Linked DNA regions of Mus musculus: region 1 is linked to region 2. A link is a contact called in public promoter capture Hi-C data. All regions are on one chromosome and are shown on one strand. The core of a region is the stretch at or near the end of the contact, and the rest is flanking DNA. Distances in the headings are between cores, read along the strand shown. Region 1 holds the start of Nipsnap3b (nipsnap homolog 3B). Region 2 holds the start of Sec61b (Sec61 beta subunit).

Region 1 (2,700 bases), core at 78-2,577, 5.5 Mb before region 2:
TAGAATGATTCGAGGAATTTGTATTGATAGAACAGAAATAAATTATTGATCAAAGATACTTTTACTATAATCTTTCACACAGAAAATATGCATTAAAGAAATCTGTATTGAAAGGTGTTTGTTAAGGGGTGAGGTAATTTTCTGTTGCAGGGCTGGGACAAACAGTGCCAGGGTAGAAATCTGCTTGCTCCTATCTCCAAATTAGAGCTTTTTGTCAACCATACTAGGAAGACAGAGAGGACAGCGGCCATATGAATACTATGCTCTTTAGTGTTCGACACAAAGTCTGTCTCTAGACAGCTCTTAATGCTCTTCCTAAACAAAGTAAGTCAAGAACTTCGGTGTTCAAGTCACAAATAGCCCTGGGTCAACAGCTGAGGCTGGTAGGTGTCCTCCTTTTTATGAAAGTCCCATCTCAGGCACAACCAGTTTCAGCAGGCTCCAAAGCCATGCTCCCCTTAAGATCTCCAGACCCTGAGTTGCAGGGCGGGATGCTCCCAGGTTTACCCTGAACTCCATAAAGCCTGGCTTTTGAACCAGGCAGGAACTGTAAACCCTCAATGAGTGGCAGTCACGATGGTGATGACTGCAAGAACACAATGCTCAGGGCTTCGGGGACACCCGGTGTCAAGGAAAGGTCTCTGTCCATTGTCCAGGGAGGCAACCTGACAAGTGGGTTCACCCTGGACTCACGAAATATTGGGTACCGATTGAACCGGGCATTGGCTGGACCGACCAGGGGTCTACTCACGCTCCAGACCCCACCCACTTCACAGTGTTGCTGGTTCCTGCCCCACAAACCCACCTACCTCCGAAGGACAACTCTCACTGCAGACCCCGCCCACCTCCCGGCACTGCCCCTTAGAGCAAGGCCCCGCCCACCCCCGGCCTCCACTAGGCAGGCTCCGCCCAGTTCCCAGAATACGGCCCGTTCTCCGCACTGCAGACCCGCCCACCTCGCAGCGTCGTCATCACGCGCACCACGAACCCCGCCCACCTCCCAAGGCTGCTCGTGCCCGACACACGCCCCGCCCACCTCCCTAGGCTAAGCTCGCTCTCCCCACAGACCGCACCCACCTCCCTGATCCCCGTTTCTACACCACCTAAGGACAGTTCCACCTCCCTGCGCGGGATTCTCGCACGCCCCCGCGGCCCCTACCTGAGGCGTCAGAACCCGCGGGGCCAGCGCTGTCCTTAGGCCGCTTCGGAGCGCGAGCATGGTGCGGTCCTGAGCGCGCAGGAAGACCGCCGCCGGGCGCTCGGATACGCGCTCTCCTCGCTTCCTGGTGCGCGGGCCAACTTCGATTGGGTCCCTGCTGGACTGGGCGTGGCTCGGCGGCGTGGCTCCGCCCTTCCCCGCAGGCGCAAGAGGCTCAGAGGGTGCGGACACAAAGCAGTCCGCGGTTCTGTTCCCCATCCCGGGGCATTACCTCTTCTGTATGGTTCTAACACTCCAGAATGTAGGGCGTGGCGTGGATGCTTCTTGGGGTGGGGTGAACTTGTAGCAACCATCAGCGAGCCTTCTCCTGTATCACAGAGTATTCTGCATCCCCATTGCAACTCCAAACCCCATCCCCAGCATGGCCTGGGAGTCTCCGAACAAAGATGGGATAATTTTCCTGGAACCCAGAAGAGTGGGTCCGAGGGCCTGAGAGTCACAGGTGAAGATTGAAATAATTTTGTGTGATGCGAAAGCTGACCTCTGACGGCCTCTGATTTTTGGCCCTCAGAAAAACTTCAATTACAATTTATATTTTTCTAGCGCGTGTTTGTGTTCTCTGTGAAGCATATTCTAGGTTTCATGACTTTCCAACTAAGATTTAGAAACCATTTTTAAATACACTGCTTTCATTGGGTCCACTGTTCACAAACATTAAATAGCTAAATAATCGCAATGATTTCCCTGAAAATCGCCTCTTGGCCAATTTACTAATGTACACTAAGCTATATTATTTACTGGTCATCAGAGATTAAAACCGTTTTAGCGTCATAAACTTGGAAATCCTGTTAGCCTTTAAACTCCTAACGATTTTATGCTTAGCAAATACACATAGCTCTAAAAACAAGTTACACTGAACAAATATCATCAAACTATAGAGGTAAGTTATTGAAAAACAGGCGTGCTTCTTTAGGTATTAAATGGCAATTTAAGGTGTACGTAAGACATTCCAAGCGGTGGTGAACATGAAAGGGATTTTTGATGTATTTGCAACAACTTAACTAGAATATGACATCTATGCCTTTTATTAACTAAATCGTCACAAGTCCTGATAGTATTGTCCTTTGTTCCGTCCTTTTATGAACAATGAAGGTAAGATACAGCTTTTAGCATCCAAGTAGCCAGAAGCTTTGGGTGCAGTCAGTAGACTGCTTTGGAGTATGCACACACCTCTGGTCTACAGGGTAAGGTCTCAGAGAAACCTGGGACCAACGGCTAACAGGGCTGTCTTAACATTAAAAACACACACTGGCCTGGCTCCTTAGCACTTCTCATCCCAAATCCTTTAAACCACCCCAGCCCCGAGCTTCACTGCCCTCCCCCCACCTCCCCTTTCCTATAGAACCTCAGCTATCTTGGCTAGATGCTATCTTGTTTGGTTCTCCTCTTGGCTTCTCTCTTTGTCCCCTTGCCTTCTCTCTCCCGCCCCCTCATTTCTTCCCCCCTGTCTCTTCTCCCCTCTCATGGCCCCGTCTATTCTG
Region 2 (2,700 bases), core at 98-2,597:
AAAAAAAAAAAGAAAAGAAAAGGAAAGAAATGGTAGTAAGCTCAGAATTGCTGGCTCACAGGAGGGAGAAAGGAGAGGCGTGGAATCCCTCTGAAAGCCTTTTTTAACAGGCACCACCAGAAACTTACAGAGAACCTAAGTGGAAGAGCAACTGGAGGGTGAATAGTGGTGTAAATTCAAAGCAGAAGAAGTTGAGGGCTAAACTGGGGGGACAGAAATGGAGGAAAAAAAGTAGTGAGGTCTTCCTATGAAATATGGCATATGACTGTACAGAGAAGACACACCAAATTAAAAAAGATAAATAACTGGAGTTTCTAGATTTCTATAAATAAGCAGTGACATTTAAAAATAAGGAGACCCTGAAGCTGGAAAAGTGGCTGAGAGGTTAAGAATACCTGTTGCTCCTGCAGAGAACCCCAAATCGGTCCCCAGTACTCATATGGTAGCTCACAATCATTCATAACTGCAGTTTCAGGTGACCTCCAAGGACACCAGGCAAGAAAGAGATGCGCGCGCGCACACACACACATACATACACACACACACACACACACACAGGTGCGTGCAATACACACACATACACAAAATAGACTTAAAAAGAAAGACACACACACAGCTGGGATGGGGAACCAGGGTGACAGACTGTGTAAGACACATTTTGTTAAACTGAGTGTGTATGGGACCTCCATATGGAAGACTGAAAGGTAAAGCCTCAGACACACCAGCTTTATGCCAACGCTTTTCCTAAAGTTATTCCTGATCCTAGTCTAATTTACCTTTAACTAAAGTGGTGCGTGCAGCTGATCAAGGAGAGGAAAACCATGCCTCCCTCCTAAAGGGCCTTTAACTAACTAGATGGCCACGTCAGCTCGGGCTCACTCGGCCCCTATTAATCTTTCCATCCTGGAACTCCTCCTTCCAGCAATGCAATGCAACCCTGGGTACCTAGCCTCCTCCAGCCATAACCGGGCGTCCCCCGCAAGCCCCCAGCCACTTACCTCTGCCGAACAGTGGATCCCGCAGCCCGTGCGGCCACCGCTTTGCTGGGAGAGCGGCCAGAGGAGCCCACGTTGGTGCCACTGGGCGTTGGACCCGGCTGCAGAGGGAAGCAGACAAACAGTGAACATCGCGGGTCAAATCCTCTTCACACCCCCGACCCCACACCCACCCGAGAAGCTGGGAAGAGCAATGAGGTCCCAGAAAGGAAGACCAAGATAGGGGCTAGTGCACCCCATGGAAGCGGGGACCGCGCACCATGCTGATGCCTAAGAACGGTGGGCACAGGAGGCAGGAAGAGGGAAGTCGTGAAGTTGCCGAGCACTCAGAACTCTCGTAGATACAGGCTCTGGCACCGCCCCCCGGCCGGCTGGCAGGGCCTTCGCAGACTCTTGGATGACTGGGCTGTCCTGAGATATGCCTGTAAAGATTACGCCGACAACAACTGGGCCGTGTGAAAGTACAGCCCTTTCGCTTCTTTTATGTAATTTATTTAGCGTGCTTAATATGGTCAAACATCACCAAATTGCAAGCTTTGGACAGGTCCACATGAGAAATTGAGTCAGGCATTTTCTTAGCGCCCACAAGCTTATCGCTGATGTGGCCTAAACTAACGCAGGCGTAGTTGCGCTGGCTCGGCTTTCAGTAGCCAGAGGGGGCCAGGGGCGGAGCTTGCAGGAGCTTGCAGAAGCTCGCGCGGAGAGCGCAAGCGCGGCTCATCTACCATGGCCGAAAACCTGTACCGAGCCCGTTCCCGGGTTTACAGCCCATCTGTGCTGTTTCTGCACCCAGACATGGGTATAGGCGGAGCCGAGCGCCTAGTGCTGGACGCGGCGCTGGCGCTGCAGGAGTACGGCTGTGATGTGAAGATATGGACCGCGCACTACGACCCGAACCACTGCTTCATCGAGACCCGCGAGCTCTCGGTGCAATGCGCAGGGGACTGGCTGCCTCGCAGCCTGGGCTGGGGCGGCCGCGGCGCCGCCATCTGCTCCTACGTGCGCATGGTCTTTCTGGCGCTCTACGTGCTGTTTCTCTCCGGCGAGGAGTTCGACGTGGTGGTGTGCGACCAGGTGAGGCCGCCACCAATTCTTGGCTGGGGGGGGGGGGGGGGGGCGGCGCCGAGAGGGGGGGAGGGACCGCTGTTCTAGGTTTTTAGGAACTGTCCAGCAGGAGTCCCCAGGGAGAGAACGGCCACCAATTTTAGTATGGATAGACCCTTTAAAATGGCAGATCTCAGGGACATCTCTCCCCCGCCCCCTTCCTTTCGTTGAAGATCCTTGAGGTAGGGCTTATGTGTCTGCATTTTAAATGTTTAGCCTTGGGACTAAAATGATTGGATCCAGGTGGTTGCTGGCATTAAAAGACGACTTCCGGCCACACCTTGTATGTGACTCAATTTACTCTTCTTTCTTCTCCGTTATTCCTTTGTCTCTGCTTTCAGGTCCCATCCATCCCACCCTTCCAGTCTTTCTAATACTGCCATTCCAGTACTTAGCAGTGCCACGGATTAAAGTCAAGCTAAACATATCGTTTCCCCATTAGGGTCCCCATTGGTCTTTGGAGAAAAATCCAGTTATTTTGTCTATACAAGTGTCTGAGCTTGCATATCAAAACCAGAGGTCAGCTAATATTCACCTGAACATTGGAGTCAGGCTCTCTCACTGAACCTGGAACTGAAAGATTGAGCTAGACTTTTGGACA

What was found. Promoter capture Hi-C pulls out the DNA fragments that hold promoters and counts their contacts.
Region 1: a promoter capture Hi-C map of pre-B cells shows a contact between it and region 2. The contact joins the promoter of Nipsnap3b here to the promoter of Sec61b in region 2.

What each region holds. Positions count from the first base shown.
Region 1 is chr4:53,010,507-53,013,206 of GRCm38.p6, reverse strand. It overlaps Nipsnap3b (nipsnap homolog 3B), which reads right to left and starts at 1,327. Exons shown (of 6, transcript NM_025623.3): 1 at 1,160-1,327. The coding sequence starts at 1,219.
Region 2 is chr4:47,473,308-47,476,007 of GRCm38.p6, reverse strand. It overlaps Sec61b (Sec61 beta subunit), which reads right to left and starts at 1,347. Exons shown (of 4, transcript NM_024171.2): 1 at 1,255-1,347; 2 at 999-1,096. The coding sequence starts at 1,257. Alg2 (asparagine-linked glycosylation 2 (alpha-1,3-mannosyltransferase)) reads left to right here and starts at 1,641. Exons shown (of 2, transcript NM_019998.3): 1 at 1,641-2,069. The coding sequence starts at 1,722.